Linked DNA regions of Mus musculus: all the other regions are linked to region 3. The links are chromatin contacts, called in public promoter capture Hi-C maps. All regions are on one chromosome and are shown on one strand. Each heading gives the region's core, a stretch centred on a gene start, on an enhancer-like site or on the middle of the called end of the contact. The rest is flanking DNA. Distances are from core to core; before and after follow the strand shown. Region 1 has its middle 34 kb from the start of Tomm5. Region 2 overlaps Fbxo10 (F-box protein 10). Region 3 holds the start of Trmt10b (tRNA methyltransferase 10B).

The links. Promoter capture Hi-C pulls out the DNA fragments that hold promoters and counts their contacts.
Region 1: a contact with region 3 is called in a promoter capture Hi-C map of hippocampal neurons, with 2.8 times the contacts expected there. The contact joins the enhancer-like site here to the promoter of Trmt10b in region 3. A contact is called at or near these places in 3 of 39 promoter capture datasets (cranial neural crest, hippocampal neurons and trophoblast stem cells), 1 of 15 datasets of contacts at CTCF or cohesin (large pre-B cells), 5 of 484 Hi-C or Micro-C datasets (the Ba/F3 cell line, the G1E-ER4 cell line, embryonic stem cells and 1 more), 4 of 115 datasets of contacts at active chromatin or transcription factors (bone marrow-derived macrophages, differentiating embryonic stem cells, embryonic stem cells and 1 more) and 2 of 9 other capture datasets (embryonic stem cells and pancreatic islet).
Region 2: a promoter capture Hi-C map of hippocampal neurons shows a contact between it and region 3, with 5 times the contacts expected there. The contact joins the enhancer-like site here to the promoter of Trmt10b in region 3. A contact is called at or near these places in 9 of 39 promoter capture datasets (the 3T3-L1 cell line, the C10 cell line, cranial neural crest and 5 more), 2 of 15 datasets of contacts at CTCF or cohesin (pro-B cells and stem cell-derived epiblast-like cells), 1 of 484 Hi-C or Micro-C datasets (stem cell-derived neural stem cells), 4 of 115 datasets of contacts at active chromatin or transcription factors (bone marrow-derived macrophages, embryonic stem cells and stem cell-derived neural progenitor cells) and 4 of 9 other capture datasets (adipose tissue, embryonic stem cells, liver and 1 more).

Annotation. Positions count from the first base shown.
Region 1 is chr4:45,140,600-45,144,435 of GRCm38.p6, reverse strand. No RefSeq gene overlaps it. Among named protein-coding and RNA genes, the nearest start is that of Tomm5, 34 kb to the right of the region's middle. Within about 2 kb of position 1,940, at least 36 of the 459 cell types and tissues checked have an H3K27ac peak or open chromatin away from gene starts, as enhancers often do. A contact at or near this core is called in the Ba/F3 cell line, the G1E-ER4 cell line and hippocampal neurons, where this site is marked.
Region 2 is chr4:45,053,615-45,057,776 of GRCm38.p6, reverse strand. All of the region lies in intron 3 of Fbxo10 (F-box protein 10), which reads left to right. The region is part of intron 1 of Gm30939 (a long non-coding RNA gene); the gene reads right to left. Among named protein-coding and RNA genes, the nearest start is that of Gm30939, 10 kb to the right of the region's middle. Within about 2 kb of position 2,711, at least 9 of the 459 cell types and tissues checked have an H3K27ac peak or open chromatin away from gene starts, as enhancers often do. A contact at or near this core is called in hippocampal neurons, where this site is marked.
Region 3 is chr4:45,295,088-45,299,417 of GRCm38.p6, reverse strand. Trmt10b (tRNA methyltransferase 10B) reads right to left here and starts at 2,250. Exons shown (of 9, transcript NM_027266.4): 1 at 2,223-2,250.

The sequences.
Region 1 (3,836 bases), core at 691-3,190, 150 kb after region 3:
AGAAACAAAATCCCTGGTATTAGAGACAGAATCAAGCCTGTCCCTGAGGATCAGACCAAGAAAAGCAATTACAGTCGGAGAGCTGAGTCGTTCCTCACATGGGATTTAGATTCTTTCAACTGCTGTGAAGGGCTTGTCATCTCCTCCAAATCAGTGTGTGTTGGTGTTCTAGGCTCTGAAAGGAAACCGGGAAGTTTCCCTGCAAGGAACCTCAAGTTCAGACCTTGAATATTGGTCAAAGTTACTAACCAGGTGTCATTCCAGAATGTGAAGTCCTCCCCTGAGTCACATTAATGACTTCCCCAACTATTCTGATCCAGAGAACTGCCATACCCCACTTTTACGGGAGTGCTGGAGATCTGAACTCCTCAAGTACCTCTCAAGCTTGCCTGGCCAGCACTTTGCTGACTGAGACGTCTCCGAGCCCCTGGGTGTTTCTCGTTTCTTACATCGCTAAGGCACCTGTCACTCGTCATCATCGCTGTTCTTTCTATGGCACCTTCCATGTTGAACTTCACAGTACAGTGTTCTGCGTTCAGCCTGTACCACACCCATCCTAAGCATCTTTCCCAGCTGTCTAGTCCATAGAGGTGCCTCCAGTGGTGCACGCACAGGACACAGTGCAGAGTTGGTCTCAGCTTGTGTGTCCCGGTGAATGCATGCATGAATGCATCTAATTTAAGAGCCTCTCGGCACCTACCGCAGTGTCTGCCATGTGCACAGGCTTTAAAATACCCAAATCATCTACTGAATGAGCAAGATAATGACTACTAAATGAACTACATAGGATCTGTGTGTGTGCTTATTTTACATGACTATTTGACTATCTTACATAGATCTATATATTATAATTTCCACCATTGGGGTGGAGAGACTCTCTTTGGGAAAGAGTACCACGTACATAAGCGTTTTTAAACTAGATGTGTCAAGCTGAACAAAGGCCTGGAAGAGGTTACTGAAGGGCAAGTAAATGCTCAGCTTGGAAAGACCCTGCTTCTCTCTCGTTTCCTATCAGCCGGTCCCATCCTCTCCTTGCATCCAATTTTGCTTAATGAGGCTACTGCGATGTATTTATTTTTGAGTGATTGGATTTAGAAAGACATCCATCTACCGCACAGCGGCTGCCGCAAGCTGAATGGCTGAATCATGGCAGGGAGGATGGCAGTGAGCTAAGGACAGCTGCTTCTTATCATCTCTTGGACAGAAAAAGCCCAGGCCAGGCTGGAGTTCCTGCCTCAGGTGCTGGATAGGACTGATGGGATCTGAAGCGGCAGAAGCTGGATGGGGGAGGGAGGCTGCACGCCTGAGATCCTGGCACTTGGGAGGTAGAGGCAGGAGGACCAGGAACTCCAGGTCTGCCTGGCTCCATAGTGCGCGGTAGGCCAGCCTGGGTGGGATCCAGGGGACCCTGTCAGGACAGCAGCAATAATGAAACAAATGTTCTGGGCAGGTGGCAGTTGACCAAGGCTCCCGGAGAGCCTAAACTTTAGTTTTCAGAGAGCTCTGTGATGTGTGAGGGTTGTTACTGACAGGGATGCCTGAGATAATCTAATTATGAGCAAGCTTGATAAAGACATCACAAGCATTTGGGCAGGCCGATTAACCTTCTGATACGTTCCCGAGTCTTCCGTCATTATTTGCAGCTATTAAAGAACAATGTGGGCAACACTGGTGTGCATTTGCTTGGCACCTTATGGCTAACCACAAGCTTCCCCGATCTCCATCTCGAGATAATTAAGCAGCCACCCACACGCCCAGAACTCACAGCCTGTTATGGTTTGCCTACGTCCCCCACCTCGTGCTTTCGAAACTTAATCTCCAGGGTCAGACTGTTGCGAGGCGGAACCCTCAGGAACGGATGAATGTCCTTACTGTGAGCTGGCGTTGTTGAGAGCAGACCCAGGTTGCTATGACTGTGGGTTCCCCATGGGCTTTTTCTTGCACATAGCCCTCCCCTCCCCTCCCCCTGCTGCCACTGTGTGCTGACTCTCATGATGCAGAAGCCTGCAGATCCTCACCAGAGGCAAGCCCTCAACCTTGCATTTCTCAACTTCCGGGACTATAAGAAGTAAATTAATTTTCTTTATAAGTGACCAAGTCTATGATATCCTAGCACAGCAACACAAAACACACTAAGATGGTCAAACTGCGTATGGCTCCCAAGTCATTGAAGATCCCCTATCTTTGACATCTTTGGCAGGAGCTTCCTCCCTGAGCTTAGAAATCGCTATAGCCCCTACCCAGTCTCTCTTCTGCCAGGGTCTGTCCGTTCTTTCCCTGTTTGACAGCTTGAAGTTGCTGCCCTCATGAACCTCCAGCAGGAGCCTAGAGCTGTTCCTTGGAGCAGTTTTTTCCCCTAAATGAATTCTGGGAGTGTCAGCTGATCCCCTCACTGGCTGGTTTGCAGAAACATTAGCCAGCCCTGCTCTTTCCTGGTAAGTTTCCAGAGCTAGAGTCAGACCAGTCCCCGGGCCTCAGCTGCAGGCCACACGGCTCAGACTCAGTGCCCCTGCTTGTATGATGTGGGCTTATGTATGTCTCTTGCTTGCTGGGACCAGGATGGCCCTTGGCACACTAGCTGCTGCCTCCAAGAAATCCTCGTTTGATCTTTGACATAACCAGGGGCATGAGAGTCACGGAACCACTTTTGGCTAAATCTTGGTCGAAGACTCTCCTGTCTGGTTATTTCGAGTATCTCACAGCCGTTGTATCTGATTCTCTGTAGAGAATCCCAGTATAGGGCTGGTGAGGAGGTTCGGTGGGTAAAGTCACTTGCTTGGCAAGTCTGGCAACCTGCATCCAGTCCCTAGAACTGTGCATAAAAGTGGAAGAAACAACCATTCCACAACCATTTCACAAAATTGTTCTCTGATCTCCACTAGTGGTGGCATGTGTGCTCCTGTCATGCATGTACACACACATGTATATGCACACACACATATGCACACACACAAATGCACATGCACACACTTTTTAAACCCAGACTTCCAGTCTAACACCCTGCTCCGGGTCACTCCTTATCCAGTGAATGACTGGTGATAGTCTGACCTAATCCAGGCTTTATCTGTTCCCTACCGTCACCTCCCTGATACCAAACATTACACATGAAGAATCACTTGTGCCCTCTCTCCCTACTTCTCCTCTGCACAAATTTGCGGCCACCATTTTAGATCCATGTGAGGAGGGGCTTGCATCTTCTTTAAATACCCGAATAGATAACAAGCAAAGTGAAAAGAAAAAAACTAAAATGGTAATAAAATAAATATTGGCTGTCAGTTCATCTCTAAAGCATAGGAGGTTTGGTTGGTTGTTCAGTGTAAAGCAGGGAAACAAGTCCTTTGAGATTTGGTGTCTTCAAAGGGCTGTGACAAACACGCTCTGAAATGCTGAAGGAAAAGCAGAGACCAGTAGCTAATTTTATTGTTGCTAAAAACATAGTATTCCTGTGCCATACTGTTGCACAGCATATTTGTATAAACATAAAATTTATATATTTTAATCTTGTGTGTGTGTGTGTGTGTGTGTGTGTGTGTGTTAGAGTACACTTGCCCATGTGCATGTATAAGAAGACCAGAATGGGATGCTGGGAGTTTTTCTGTATCACCTACTACTGAATGGAGACAGAGCCTCTCATAGAATCAGAACCTCACACTTTCAACTAGGCTGGCTGGCCAGTGAGTTCTTAGATCTGCCTGCCTTTGCCCTCCAATGCTGGGGTGGTAGGCACATGCAACCATATCTGCCTTTTTACATGGGTGCTGGGGATTTGAACTCAGGTCCTCACGCATGCACAGCTCATGCTCTCATCTATTGAGCCATGCTTCTAGTCCTATTTT
Region 2 (4,162 bases), core at 1,462-3,961, 240 kb after region 3:
TGGGGAGATGGCTCAGAAGTTAAGAGCATTGTTGCTCTTCCAGGGGACCCAGGTTTGGTTTTCAGCACCTACATGGTGGCTCACAACCATCTGTAACTCCAGTTCCAGGGGATCCAAAGCCCTCTTCTGAACCCCATGGGCAACAGGCAAGTACACACACATATATATATACAGGTAAAAATACTCATACACATAGAGGAAAATAAATCTTAATTTTTTTTAAAGACAGAGCTATAGGTAGTAATCAGGAGCCATGTTGCCCAGAGTCTAAAAAGGTGGGCATCGCACAGAGAGAGCTCCTCAGCCGCTGATGAAATTACTCTCTTGCAGGAGAAGTCATACTGAGTGCTATGAAACAATCCCCATATCCATCACGGTTGGTGCCACAGAGGGCTCTGAAGGGCGAGCAGGCCTTGCAGAAGAGAGCATAGCACTACCATGGCCTTGGGTCTCAGCTCTCCATCATTCCCTGTAGTTACCTGTACTTCTAAACCGCGAGAGAGTGTCCAGTGTGGCTTCTCTCACTGAGGTCTGAGGGCCTGGTGCCTTGACTGTAGCAGAAGTGCTCAGTAAGCTAATAGGCATTGCAGAGACTGCTGTGGGTCTTCAAGGCATCTAGAATGGTTAACTACAGTTGTATTTAATTGTATATAACATGCCCACTTTTTTGTTTGTTTGTGTTTGTTTGTTTGTTGGTTTTGGTTCTTCCAGGGCTTCTCCATGTAACAGAGCCCTGTGGTGTTGAAACTTGCTTTGTAGACCACACTGGCCTTGAACCCAGCTGAGATCTGTCTGGCTCCCGAGTGCTGGGATTAAAAGTTAAAAGTGTGTGCCACCACACTCAGCTTCCAGGACCATTTCTAAGGACAATTTTAGGTGCTGTTATCATGAAAACACAAGACTATACGATATTGTAAGCAGAAAATAGAATTTTTTTTTAAAGGAAGAGGCCTAGCATGGTGGTGCCTATCAAGAATCTTTGTACATGAGAGGCTGATGCAGGAGGATCACTACAAAGCTCAGGCCAGCCTGGGCTAGTGAAACCTTGTCTCAGAAGGAAACAACATGGAAGGAGGCTACTTAGTAAAGTATGTGGGTATTTATGTGGGCACCACAGTGAAAGGGTCAGGTCTGGTCCCTGCAGAGGATTTTTCTCTTCACACAGTTATCATAGGCATGGCTGTTGAGCAAACTTCTGCCTCTGCTGCCCTGCCCATGGCTCTTTAAGGGGTGGTGAAGGTGATTAGCAAAGGTTCCATATGGAAGTACTAGGTTGGTCATGATGGTATATGCCTGTAAGTCAAGCACTCAGGAGGTTAAGGTATATCACAAATTCAAGTCCAGATTAAGATAGGAATCCAGACCTTAATCTGGGGTGGGTGTGGGGGGCAGAGGGAAGGGAAGGGAAGAGGAGCTTCATAGTACATCTGGTGTATAGCAGGCGCTTAGTAAAGGTGATGACAGTCTACCCGAGAGGTTCTCTGATAGATGTGCCAAGGGTATGGCACACGAACCCATAAATGAGGGCACCTGACCAAGGAGCCAGGACAGTCTCCTAAAGTAATGCCCTTGGCTCAAACCATGCAGGAGGAATAAGAGTTGGCAGGTGAAGACTCCCAGTACAAGAGGTGAGAGGACCTGGAGTCAGAGAGGGCACAGCACACACAGGGAGTTGTGAGGTCCTCAGCAGCCATAGTGGGGGGGATAAAGGCAGGAGGAGTTGGGGAGCGGTCAGTGGGGCTGCAGAGGGTGAGATTCTGGAACGTGACTAAGAAGCACAGAGAGCTCTCATGGTCAGATCTGCCTCAGAAAGCTCAGTCTGAGGTCCCAGGGATGGAGAGGAGAGCACAGGGCAACCTGGGAGAGAAGGGCCAGGGCGGGGAATAATCAGGACCTTGAGGCTTCGGTCTCTAGCCTGAGTGCATGAGGCAGTGGAGGAAACATGGAGGTTACCGTGGGAAGAGAGATAAGCTTAGCCCTGGGCATGCTGGTTTAGAACATTGACACTCAGCAGAGCTGCCGTCTTCTCAGGCTGGAACGTGGAAAGGTGTGTGCTCACACGCTGGGTGCACATGGGGACTGTCATCATGCAGGCCAACAAGGACCAACAAGAACTTGTACAGCCTGAACTGTAGCCATATTGGACAGCTGCCCCAGGAGATGTTTGGCAGGAGTTATGTGGCCAGAAACGCGTGGTGGTTAGCTTCTAGCAAAGAACCTGGCAACTGATTTTCAGGGATTCTGACAATAAGGGAAAAAAAAAATAACATGCGTTTGGAAGTCGCCATTATGAGTACTAAGTGTCATGAACACAAGCCAGGGTTTTATGTAGGTGGGAGTGTGGAGCTTGCTGGGCAACTTCCTTAGGTGAGGGTCAAGGTCTTGATCTCTGGCCAGAGGGCTCCTACTTCCCAGGTCCTAAAATATCCCAGCTGACAGAAGCAGCCTGGTTGCTTGGGGCTCCAAGAAGCCTGGTGTTTTTGTGTGGGTTGTAATTCCTAGCTGGAAGTTAGGTGCACTGGGTTTAGAAATGGGCACTCCCCTGTTGTCGTTCAGGGGTCAGACCTGGCAGGAATTGAGCTGGTATAGATGATGGTGGCATTGTGATTAGCCTGTTTCCCTCATCTTTGCCTTCTGCTACTATTCTGTCTGGATCTTCTCTTTGGGCCTGCTCCTCTGAGCGGCCCCTCTCTCAGCATTCAGTCTCCCTCTACTGTACATGACTGGTATTTGTCAAGCTGTGCAGGAAAGCCTGGCAGTGACACAGTTCTCCAGCGCTGTGCTTCCTCCTTGGTCTGGGCAGGTATTATGTCCCTGGGTCCTTGGGGAGATCTGTCAGTGATCTTTCTCACTCCTAGCTCATGGTCTGGGCCAAAGCTGAGTTTCTTCCCACTACCCCCAAGTCAAAGGCAGAACCTGAGTCTTAGACCACCTGTCACCTGTCACCTAAATATCCCAGAGGCATCCGTTAAAGTCTTCAGGTTCCTGTGTTGCACAACAAAGAATGGGACCAGAGACACATTGTTGAAAATAAAATGTGTATACTCCATGGCCATATGACTCTTTATAGGTCATTTGCATAGCACTGTCTCTCCCATATTTGTGTAGGATGGGGCTTTTCTTGAGCATATTCTGTTGAATGAAGCCAAAGTGGGGAAGGGTGTCCAGTCTCTCTCTGTCAGCCAACTGCTATACCCAGGGGTAGAGCTGGCTTTTGTTTTCTCAGTCTCCTTTTCCCTAAGGGTCCTGGGGTGTGTTGCCTTTACCCCACTATTTAAGACAATTCCTTGGAAAACTAGTCCAGGACAAGTGTGCTAGCTAGTTTTCTCAACTTGGCACAAGCTAGAGTCATCAGATGACTGAGAGCCTCCATAAGGCTGGGCTGAATGCAGGTCTTTAAGGCATTTTCTTAATTCGTGATCGACAAGGGAGGGTCCAGCCCATTCTGGGTGGTGCCAGCCCTGGTTTAGGCTACTGGGTTCTGTAAGAAAGCAGGTTGATCAAGCCAAGGGGAGCAAGGTAGTAACCCTTCCATGGCCTCTGCATCAGCTCCTGTCTCCAGGCTCCTTTCCTGTTTGACTTTCTGTCCTGGTTTTCTACTATGATGGACTATGGTGGGGGAAGTGTAAGTCAAATAAACCCTTTCTTCCCAACTTGCTTTTGTCAGGTGTTTCATCACAGCAATAGTAACCCTAACATAAGACAGAGGGCTTGGGAGCTGGAGAGATGGCTCAGCAGTTAAGAACACTGACTGCTCTTCCTAAGGTCCTGAGTTCAAATCCCAGCAACCACGTGGTGGCTCACAACCATCCGTAATGAGATCTGATGCCCTCCTCTGATATGTCTGAAGACAGCTACAGTGTACTTACATATAATAATAAATAAATCTTTAGAAAAAAAAAAAGACAGTGGGCATGGTACCTTACTCAGAGTGTCTGCCCTTCCTGCCCACAAACCTGTCCTGTTCTGTTTTACTTTGGTAGACAGTCTTACTATGCTATCACAGCTGGCCTCCAACTCACAGAGATCCTCCTGCCTCTGCCTCCCAAGTACTGGAATCACATGGGTGATTCCTCCCACATTCCTCCATACTCAAATATGCTGGAATTTTACTATAATGAATAATTTATCTTAATATACAGTTATTTAAAACAATATGTGT
Region 3 (4,330 bases), core at 1,001-3,500:
AGGTTATCATCTAAGGGTCCTCAAAAAGCCAAGGTGTAGCTGAGCATCAAGATGCACAGATCAGGGGGCTGGAGGCGCTGCTCAATGGTTAAAGAGCATTTGCTACTTTTAAAGAGGACCAGGGTTCTATTACGAGTACCCACATCAGGTAGTTCAGAACTACCTATAGTTTCTCTCTAGGGGTTCAGATACTTTCTTCTAGACTCTAATGGCACTTGCACCTACACACATGTGTGTGTGCATGTGTGAACACACACATGTATATGCACACATACACATAATTTAAAATAAATCTTTAAAAAAATACAGATCCGATGAATCTACACAAGACATTATCTATGCTCAGATTTGGTATTTTACCTCTTAATTAAAATATCTATTCTAAAGGCAGGGATAGTGGTATAACTTTAACCCCAGCAGTTGAGAGGCTGAGGCAGGGGGCTTATGAGTTCTAGGCCAGTCTAGCAGACACAGTGATTATACCCCATCTCAAATGAACAAGCACTCTTTCTGAGCCTTAGTCACTCAATGGTTACTAATGAACCGACACAGTGATGGTATATCCTGGGGATTTGGTGGTGACATCCATTCCATCTTTATGAGGTTCCAACTTTCAACTGCTTTGAGTGTAACTCAAACAGGTCCTCCCATTTCCCTACTCTACAAACAAATCCTTCAAGAACTTATAGTGAACCTCACACAGTAAAGAGCATCCTAGGACCAGGGAAGTAACTCAGGAGAGCGTGTGCCTACCATGCATAAAGCCCTTGTCTCAAACCCATAACATAAACCAGCTGTGACAGCTTAGGTACTACTAGCACAACGAAAAAAGAAACAGGAGGGTCAGAAGTTCACGGCTCAAGTTCAAGTTCATCCTTGGCTACATAAAGACTTTGAGGTTAGTCTAAACTACCTGGGACCCTGTCTCAAAATAAATCTGTGAAATATATATATTCACAAGTATGTAGCAGCAGATATATAAGAGCATCTAAATGTTTGAGAATTACACCACTCTTCTGGCCAGAGTCAGCAGCATTTTCTATTTCACTCACCGTAATCCAAAATCTACACACTATCTGCACAGATCACTAAGGGCTCTCTCCCTTCTGTCAACTTTCTTTTTTCTAGAGGATTCTATTTATTTATTTATATTTATTTGTTTGTTTGTTTATTTATAGACAGGGTTTCACTATGTAGCCCTAGCTGGCCTTGAACTTGCTATATACTGGTTGGAGACCAGGCAGGCCTCCAACTCACAAATCTGCCCTGTCTCTGCCTCCCACATTCATCCATCCAACCATTCATCCATCCATTCATTCATTCATTCGTTTGTTTGTTTTTTGAGACAAGGTTTCTCTGTACCCTGGTTATCCTGGAACTCCCTCTGGAGACCAGGGTGGCCTAGAACTCACGGAGATCTGCCCGCCTCTGCCTCCCGAATTAAAGGCTTGCACCACCACACCAGAGCCATTTTATTTTTAAAAATTATGTATGTGGCTATGTGTGCATCAGTTCAGTACAGGTGTCTGGAGCTTAAGTTACAGGCAGTCATGAGTCGCCCAGACATGGGTGCTGAGAACTAAACTCCCATCCTCAGCAAGAGCCATCTTTCCTGGTAGCCCCTCCTCCATCATTTTCTTTTACGCTCTGTGGTATACCTATTCCCCAAACATACTAAATATCCCGATGTCTGCATAAACTGTGACCTACCTATTTCCCAAACATACTAAATATCCCAATGTCTACATAAACTGTTAATCTCTGCCCACATGCTCTTCCCTTAGTCTCACACGTCCTCAGATCAGGCATATTTTCACTATCCAACACCACCTACTTATTTTTTGTCTGATTTTTTCACACCGTTCCAATAAAATTAAATGTTCCGTTTACTCAGACTCTCAATAAATACTTGGAGTTAACACCGCCGTCTCCGCCTTAGACCTTTTCTAGCCCAAGTCCCACCTGATGAGCACAAACGCCGTCGCTAAGTGTCCAATCATCCTGTTTGCATAGGTCTCTCATTTTCTCATTCTGAGCCCAACCACCTTCAGCACCAGAACACCTGCTTAGATCCCAGGCTGCAGGGAACGCGGGTCACACTGACTCGCGTGCTGCGACCGAGGAAAGGCAAGACCCAGACTCCCCAGGGCTGTGGGGTGCCTAGGCGTCTCGGTGGGACCCCGCAGTCTCTAGCCAACCCTCAGAACCAGATCTTGGCTTACCTAACACACCTTGCTCAGAAGAGAACACAGTTGGTCCCGCCCCAAAGCCACTTCCGGTTCCTGATCAGCTTTGAGTGGCATTCTGGGAGTTGTAGTTTTCAGTCTAACAACGCACTAGATGATACCAGTAGATTGGCTGGGCTTCTATACTCTGGGTTATCTGTCTGTTAGTTGACGATGGCAATTCCAAGTCCTCGTAAACCTTACATAGCTCAAACAGGTGACTAGTGGCTTTCTGGCGACTTTAAACCAAGCTCTAAACCACCTACTTTGTCTTTTTGGTCAGTATGGGGCCCTTAAGATTCCCTGGGTTTCCCTTCAACCAGCAGGGACTATGAGCTAGCACAGCCCTTTCCTGAGCACACAGTGGTCCTTCTGCCGCCAGGCTGTCCAAGTTCAAAGCGCAGACAAGACTTAGCAGGCAAAGAGTCTAGTGGCTAGTTACATACCTTGAACATCTCCCTTCACATATCAACTCAGAAATAGGCTCAGATGCGTGAAGCGACTAGTCCAAGTCTTGTCTTTACTTTTCTTTTTTTAAGATTTATTTTTGTTCATATGTATGGGTGTTTTGCCTGCATACACATGTGCATTTCATGCATGCTTGGTACTTGGGAAAACCAGAAGAGGGTATTGGAATCCCACTCCCCCGCACCTCTCCAACCTGCCGCCCCCATCGGAACTGAAGTTACAGAGAGTTATGAGCAGTCATGTGGGGGCTGGGAACCAAACCTAGGTTCTCTGCAAGAGCAACTGTAGTGGCTATTCCTGGTTGTCAACTTGACAATATTTGGAATGAACTACAATCCGGAATTGGAAGGCTCACCAGTGACCCTTATCTGGAGGCTTGGAGATCCTTATCTGGGTCTTGGTTTGAAGATCTTGAGCCATAGTGGCTATGGATTCCAGAAGATTGAATCTCCGAGTTTAAGGAACACACCTTTAATCTGGGCTACGCCTTTCATCTGGGATTAAAGGTGTGGTGGGACACACCTTTAATCTGGGCTACACCTTCTGCTGGAGACAATATAAGGACATTGGAAGAAGGGAGTCTAGCTCTTGCTCTTGCTCCTTCGCCTGCTTGCTGCGTGAGACTGAGTAACTGCTAGATCCTTGGACTTCCATTCACAGCTGCGACTGAACAATTGTTGGGAATTGGGCTGCCGACTGTAAGTCATCAATAAATTCCTTTACTATCTAGATACTATCCATAACTTCTGTGACTCTAGAGAACCCTGACTAATACAGAAGTTGGTACCAGGAGTGGTTCTAGAGTAACAGAAGTACAAGGATGAATCTTTTAAAATACTGGAATTGGCTTGTTGATCCACCAGCACTTTCAACTATTGAAACCTCTCCAGATTCTCTCCCTCCTGGGAGCTCAGAGAATTTTGAAGACCCATGGTTGAAACTATATTCTGAACTTAAAGAAGCTAATGACCTTGATTTTCTTAATGAATTAGGTGATTCAGTGCACAAAGCTTTCTACAAGATGGGGAAAAAATCGGAAAATGATTTTACTGGCTGGCTGCTCTTAGTATCTGTGGAAAAAATGATGAATGAAAGGAAGGAGTTGTGTGATAAAATCGAAAGGCTCCAGACACAAGTAAACGATCTAAAAGTTGCTAAGTGTGTCCTTGAGGAGAATCTTCTCTCTTGTAGCAATAGAGCTCAAGTTGCAGAAAATCAAACAGAAACTCTCATTGTAAGGTTGGCTGAACTACAGTGAAAATTCAAGTCTCAGCCTCAGAGTGTGTCAACAGTTAAAGTAAGGGCTCTAATTGGCAAAGAATGGGATCCTACAACAAGAATGGGATGTGTGGGAAGACCATGTTGAAGCTGAGAATTTTGAATCTTCAGATTCTCAAGGGTTTGCCCCACATGAGGAAGTAGTACCCTCAGCCCCACCCCTTGAAATAATGCCTTCGCCACATGAGGAAATTAATTTTGCAGAGTCTGATAAACCAGCAATGACTTTCACTACTGATGTTTCTCGAGGCCCACCAATAGTTTCTTCTAGACCTGTAACCAGACTCAAAGCAAAACAGGCTCCTAGAGGGGAGGTAGAAAGTGTAGTCCATGAGGAAATTAGATACACTACTAAGGAG